2 separate regions of the Callithrix jacchus genome follow, and region 1 is linked to region 2. The links are chromatin contacts, called in public Hi-C maps. All regions are on one chromosome and are shown on one strand. Each heading gives the region's core, a stretch centred on a gene start, on an enhancer-like site or on the middle of the called end of the contact. The rest is flanking DNA. Distances are from core to core; before and after follow the strand shown. Region 1 holds the start of SIK3 (SIK family kinase 3). Region 2 overlaps SIK3 (SIK family kinase 3).

What was found. Hi-C and Micro-C count contacts between places; a contact is called where the count stands out from the background.
Region 1: a contact with region 2 is called in a Hi-C map of skeletal muscle, with 3 times the contacts expected there. The contact joins the promoter of SIK3 here to the enhancer-like site in region 2. A contact is called at or near these places in 3 of 3 Hi-C or Micro-C datasets (induced pluripotent stem cells and skeletal muscle).

Annotation. Positions count from the first base shown.
Region 1 is chr10:16,743,474-16,746,173 of calJac240_pri, reverse strand. SIK3 (SIK family kinase 3) reads left to right here and starts at 1,450. Exons shown (of 24, transcript XM_078339529.1): 1 at 1,450-1,730. The coding sequence starts at 1,458.
Region 2 is chr10:16,524,751-16,527,450 of calJac240_pri, reverse strand. All of the region lies in intron 6 of SIK3 (SIK family kinase 3), which reads left to right. All of the region lies in intron 2 of LOC118145714 (a long non-coding RNA gene), which reads right to left. Among named protein-coding and RNA genes, the nearest start is that of APOA1, 50 kb to the right of the region's middle. Within about 2 kb of position 1,275, at least 10 of the 16 cell types and tissues checked have an H3K27ac peak or open chromatin away from gene starts, as enhancers often do. A contact at or near this core is called in skeletal muscle, where this site is marked.

The DNA of each region.
Region 1 (2,700 bases), core at 201-2,700, 220 kb before region 2:
GAGTTCTCCTTCTCACACACTTACAGTGCCCCAGGTGTCAGTTTTTAATCTGTGCATGTAGTGACCTGACAATACAGTACTACCATTGAGAGAGACATAGATATGGATGAATCAGGACTAGTCCGAGGAATACATTTTAACACTGGAATATTCACAGTCTTCCCTTCTTTCGACCCAACCTGCCAAAGACTATTGTGTTGACAGTCTGATTTCCTACCTCCTACCCTCACCTAAAGCAGCTAAGTTAATCTCTTTAATAATGGGAAGGGGAGGGCCGGGCGTGGCGGCTCACGCCTGTAATCCACGCACTTTGGAGGCCAAGGTGGGTGGATCACCTGAGGTCGGGAGTTCAAGACCAGCCTGATCAACATGGGGAAACCCCGGCTTAAAAAAAATAAAGGGAAGGGGAGAGAAGAGGAGGAAGTCTGGGAGTTATGAAGGATGCCAGGTAATAGAGAAGGGAAGAAAAAGGGATATGAAATTGCTGGAGTTATTAACTTGATGACCCTTAATTTTTTGGAGAGTCACTAGGAAGGATGGAATTACTATTATTCACTTACTTATTTCGCTTAACCGACTATCCTTAAACATGACGTGGTTCATTGGACAATGTGCACCACTGCTTCATCAGGCTTATACAAGCCACAGAAATCGTATGTAGGCACTCTGACAGACATCCCTACAGAACTGTTCAGAGACGGGGGTGGTAGGAAGGAAAATGACGTACCTTCTCTGGCTGTCACCCACCCAATGACTGGAATGCCTGTTTGGACTGGCTTCTCCGCCCTTGAACACGCAAATCCTTTCCCCATTCTCCTATATTCGGTGACAATTAGGTTGATTGCACAGGGTGAGCTGGATTTTATAAGAGGAAGGAATTTTACTGAAGAATTCCCTCGCGTTGTTACCAACTTGGTTACAGTTGCTTAAAAAGTGTAGCTATTCCTGCCTTTGTGGCCTCAAGGGCTAAAGTGGGACAACGTTGGTATTTTTGGTGATGAGGAAACACTTTTTTTGTTAAGGGAGGTTGGGTGATCGTTGAACTGGGACAGAGGTCACAGCAGAGGTCACATTGGCGATTCCAGCGGCGGTGGGGGGCTGGCTGTGGGTCGGGCATCCTGCGCCCCCGACCCGGGAAAGGCGGTGGAGGCTTCGAGGTTGGGCGCCCACCGGAGGTTCCCACCGCCAGCTCCCGGAGGGGGGCACTCGGGAGCCAGCGCCTCAGGAACCGGGGCCCACGCGGGAAGGTCGAGCCCGCCGGTGAGGTCACGGTTGCCATGGCTCCGGGCAGTGACGCGCGTCGGCACGTGACCCGCGGTTGCCATGGCGGCGGGCGCCGGTCGGCGAGGGCGCCCCGCCTTCCCGAGTGACGTCCGCGGCCCCCCCTTTCCCGCCCCCCCTTGCCCCCTCCCCCGAGCCGGCTCCCCGCGGCCCCGGAGGTTTCACTGCACAACAAGATGGCGGCGGCGGCGGCGAGCGGAGCTGGCGGGGCTGCCGGGGCCGGGACGGGGGGAGCCGGGCCCGCGGGCCGCCTGCTGCCTCCGCCCGCTCCGGGGCCCCCGGCCGCCCCCGCTGCCGTGTCCCCCGCGGCCGGCCCGCCGCGTCCCCCAGCCCCGGCCTCCCGCGGACCCATGCCCGCCCGCATCGGATACTACGAGATCGACCGCACCATCGGCAAGGGCAACTTCGCGGTGGTCAAGCGGGCCACGCACCTCGTCACCAAGGCCAAGGTACCGGCGCGGGGCCGGGCGGCCGTCGCAGCGTGGCGGGGCCGGGAGAGGTCCGCGCCCCCAGCCGGGGGGTCGGGACAGCGAGCGCGACGCGTGGTGGGAGCGTTGGGGGCCGGGGAGGCGGGAGGGGGCCGGCCGCGGCGGGGCGGGCGCGGAGCTAGGGACCGACACCTGGGACCCGAGACGGCGGAACTTCACGCGGGGGCCCGGGGCCACAGAGCACCGGCCCTGGGAGCCCGGGAGCCGGGCGCGGGGAGGGTCCTCGGGGCTGAGGGCAGAGGAGTAAAGGGGGTGATTGGAAAGAAGGGGTCGGAACTCCCCGGGGACCGGGAGACTGTAAGCCAGTAAGTCTCGGGAACCAGCAGCTAGGAAGTCATAAGGGAATGAGGACGGGGGCGTATGCAATCTGGACCAGGAGGATGGGGGAAGACCAGGGTGAAGTGGCAGACCCGGGCTTGTGAGGGGACCCAGGACGGCTGCGGCACGAACTGGGGATGTGCACAGCTGCAGGGCGCTGGGAGGTCTCAGGATCTTGGTGCCTTAAGGCAAAGATAGGAATCCGCATTTGATCGTCTAAGACTGATAGATGGTGCGAAGGGGAGCCCGAGGAGAGACACGATTAGTGGAGGAGGTAGTGAGGAAAATGGGGAAATAGGGGGAAATTGCTTTGCTTGTCCACAGGAAGGGGCCCAGGGAATGGAGGAGTTGAAGTGGGGGTGGGGGGGTGTCCCAGGTTTATAATGGCACTAGGTAATCAGGGGTTAAACAGTTTGGGAGAGATGATTGCCGGTTATTTTTAGTTGTTGGAGGGTCGGGAATGGTGGGCTTTGTAGAACCCAGGGTGGGCTTTCACTGGTCGAGGCGGGAGGCTTGTGATTGAAGAACGCAGACACCGGGAGATTACACGCATGGAGCCCTTAGGTTCTTAAAGGGATTTGAGGCGCCATAGGAGTGAGATTGGCCAAGGTCA
Region 2 (2,700 bases), core at 26-2,525:
ATTGTTAGCAACAAGGTCTTGTTCTGTCACCTATGCTGGAGCCTAGTGGTGTGACCATAGCTCACTGCAGCCTCAAACTCCTGGGTTCAAACAGTCCTCCTACTTCAGGCTCCCAAGTAGCTAGGACTACAGGCCTATGCCACTGTGCCAAGCTAATTTTTAAAAAGATTTTTCAGAGAGATGAGTCTCACTACATTGCCCAGTCTGATCTTGAACTCTTGGTCTCAAGCAATCCTCCCACCTTGGCTCTCAAAGTGCTGGGATTACGGGCAGAAGCCAGCATATGCAGCCTAAATTATTTTCTTTTCCTTAATCTAATTTGAGCTACATCTTAGAATTGGTAATAGTACATATCTTTTCATCTTGCTGATGAAGTTTTGGAAGCTGAAGTTTAGAGAAATTAATTTGCCAAAGCCACACTGGTAATAAGTAATTCAGTCAGTATTCAAATTCACTGTTTGTTCTACTGCACCATACTGTCACAAAAAGAGCAAGATAAACAAACCACTTCCTTTACTTTTCCAATGTCCACAGTGTTTCCTGTGAGCAACTTGGATCTCTTCTACCCTCCACCCCCGCCACCTCACACCAAGGCAAGAGATTCTTACTGAACCCTTCCCAGAGCTGACTTCAGATAGGGGGTCCTGGAAAGCAGCTAAGCATGCTGTTAGCCACATTGTCTGTTAGTGCTTGGAAATAAACTGCAGTCTAACTGCTTAGAACTCACATTTGTAATATGATGTAAGTTAACCTGAAAGCTTCAAGACTCAGAGAAAGCCAACAGGATTATCCCAAACCTAGTCACTCTTTAATCCCAGTTCAGTAATTCCCTGAGTAGAAGTGTTTGTTAGATTAGTACAGAAAATGAGAAACAGCCAGGGTAGGAAATGAGTGGATAATTGCTATATTACCAACATGATCTCTCTGGCCCTTGGTAACATGCATGTGCTTGGCATTGCCGAATGTCATAGGCCTAAATCCCACGACCTTTCAGAGAATACTTCGAAAGGACAAGGCATAGCAGAAAATACATTCATCGGTTGTTTTGGCTTGGCTTGCTGACAACCTTCAAGAAGTGTCAAGTTCATGTGAAGGAAGTTTAGAGTCTGTCCTGGAGTCCTTTTTCTGCTGTACCTCCTGTTTCTGGGCACAGCTGTATCTCAGTAGACCTGGAGCATAGTCTTCTGATGGAGGCAAGTGCCAGCTGCTTTTCAGCCTGTCAGGCCAACTGCTATTGCTGTGTTACAGGAGATAGTGTGGTTGAGGGGAAGTCCTTAAGCACAAGATCCTTCCTTTTCTCAGCTGTTGTCATAGGCTTGAGCTGAGTTTATCTGTTTTTCTTCCTGAAGGATCTAGAAACTCCAGCAGAGCTGGTATAGTGGAAGACAAGCAGGCAAGAGCCCTACCATTTAGCTGCTTCTAGCCAACTTGAATTCCAGAGTAGCTACATACAGCTGTGTGGGAGGCCATGCTCTGCAAACAGATATAGTCAGCTCAAGAATTCTAAGCTGCTCTCTATTGTCAGTAATGTGTGGAATGAATTTTCCTCACAATTAGTGGATATTTCTATGCCTGGTCTGGTTTGTTTGATACAAGTTTCCTTTCATAGGCATCCTGAGACATAACAAAGACATATATTTTCAAGTTGGAATGACAGTGATATACATTTAAAAGAGGATTAATTTGAGGATGTATTTGAGGCTTGATTGATTTTATACCACCTGGTTTTTATAATTATGTATATATGTCTTCTTCCTCCTTTCCCCACTAGAATGTAAGCCTCTTGAACTGTGTTTTCCACATCAGTATCTTCCATAAAACCTAACAGCCCCTGGTAGGGCATAAACACTCACATTCAGTAAGTGTTTTGTAATAAAAAACTAACTCAGTACTACTTAACTATGGAATCTTATATCAGACTCTTGTATTTTTTTTTTAATAGATTATTTTTTGCCCAGGCTGGAGTGTAGCGGGGCAGTCTCAGCTCACTGCAACTTCTGTCTCCGGGGCTCTTGCCTCAGCCTCCCGAATAGCTGGGACTACAGGTACATGCCACCACACCTGGCATGAGCCACCACACCCTGCTCAGACTCTTGTACTATATTGTTAACATGATCTAAATTACTCATCACACCACTTGGTTTTATATGCTTTTTTTTTTTTTTTAAAATGTAGAGATAGAGTTTCATTATGTTTCCCAGGCTGGTCTTGAACTCCTTGGTTCAAGCAATCTGCCTGCCTTAGTCTCCCAAAATGCTTGGGATCATAGGCGTGAGCCACCATGCCCAGCCATGGTTTTATGTACTTTTGTTATATGGGTTATTATGAAGGTGACCAAGGCAAATGACTTTTAGGTGTAAAAAGGTGTTTTGATCTATTACAGAGTTTGTTTTCTATGCCTCAAGTAAAATAAGTTTGATCCAGGCCCGTGTTTTTGGATTAAACTTCACATAGCATCCCAAAGATCAGTTTGATAAAACCCTGAGTCTAAATTATAGAAGGATTAAAAATTGAAACTTGCTGTTTTCTTGATCTGTTGTGGAAGGTGAAACCTGACCTGGCTTCATGTGTTGGCAGATGTTTCCCCTGACCGCCACTCCCACCTATGGATGCCAGTAACTTAAATTTTTTGAGCACCAGACTCATTCAATGTATCTTTTTTTTAACCATCAGAAACATACTTACAGCCTAGTTTACCAG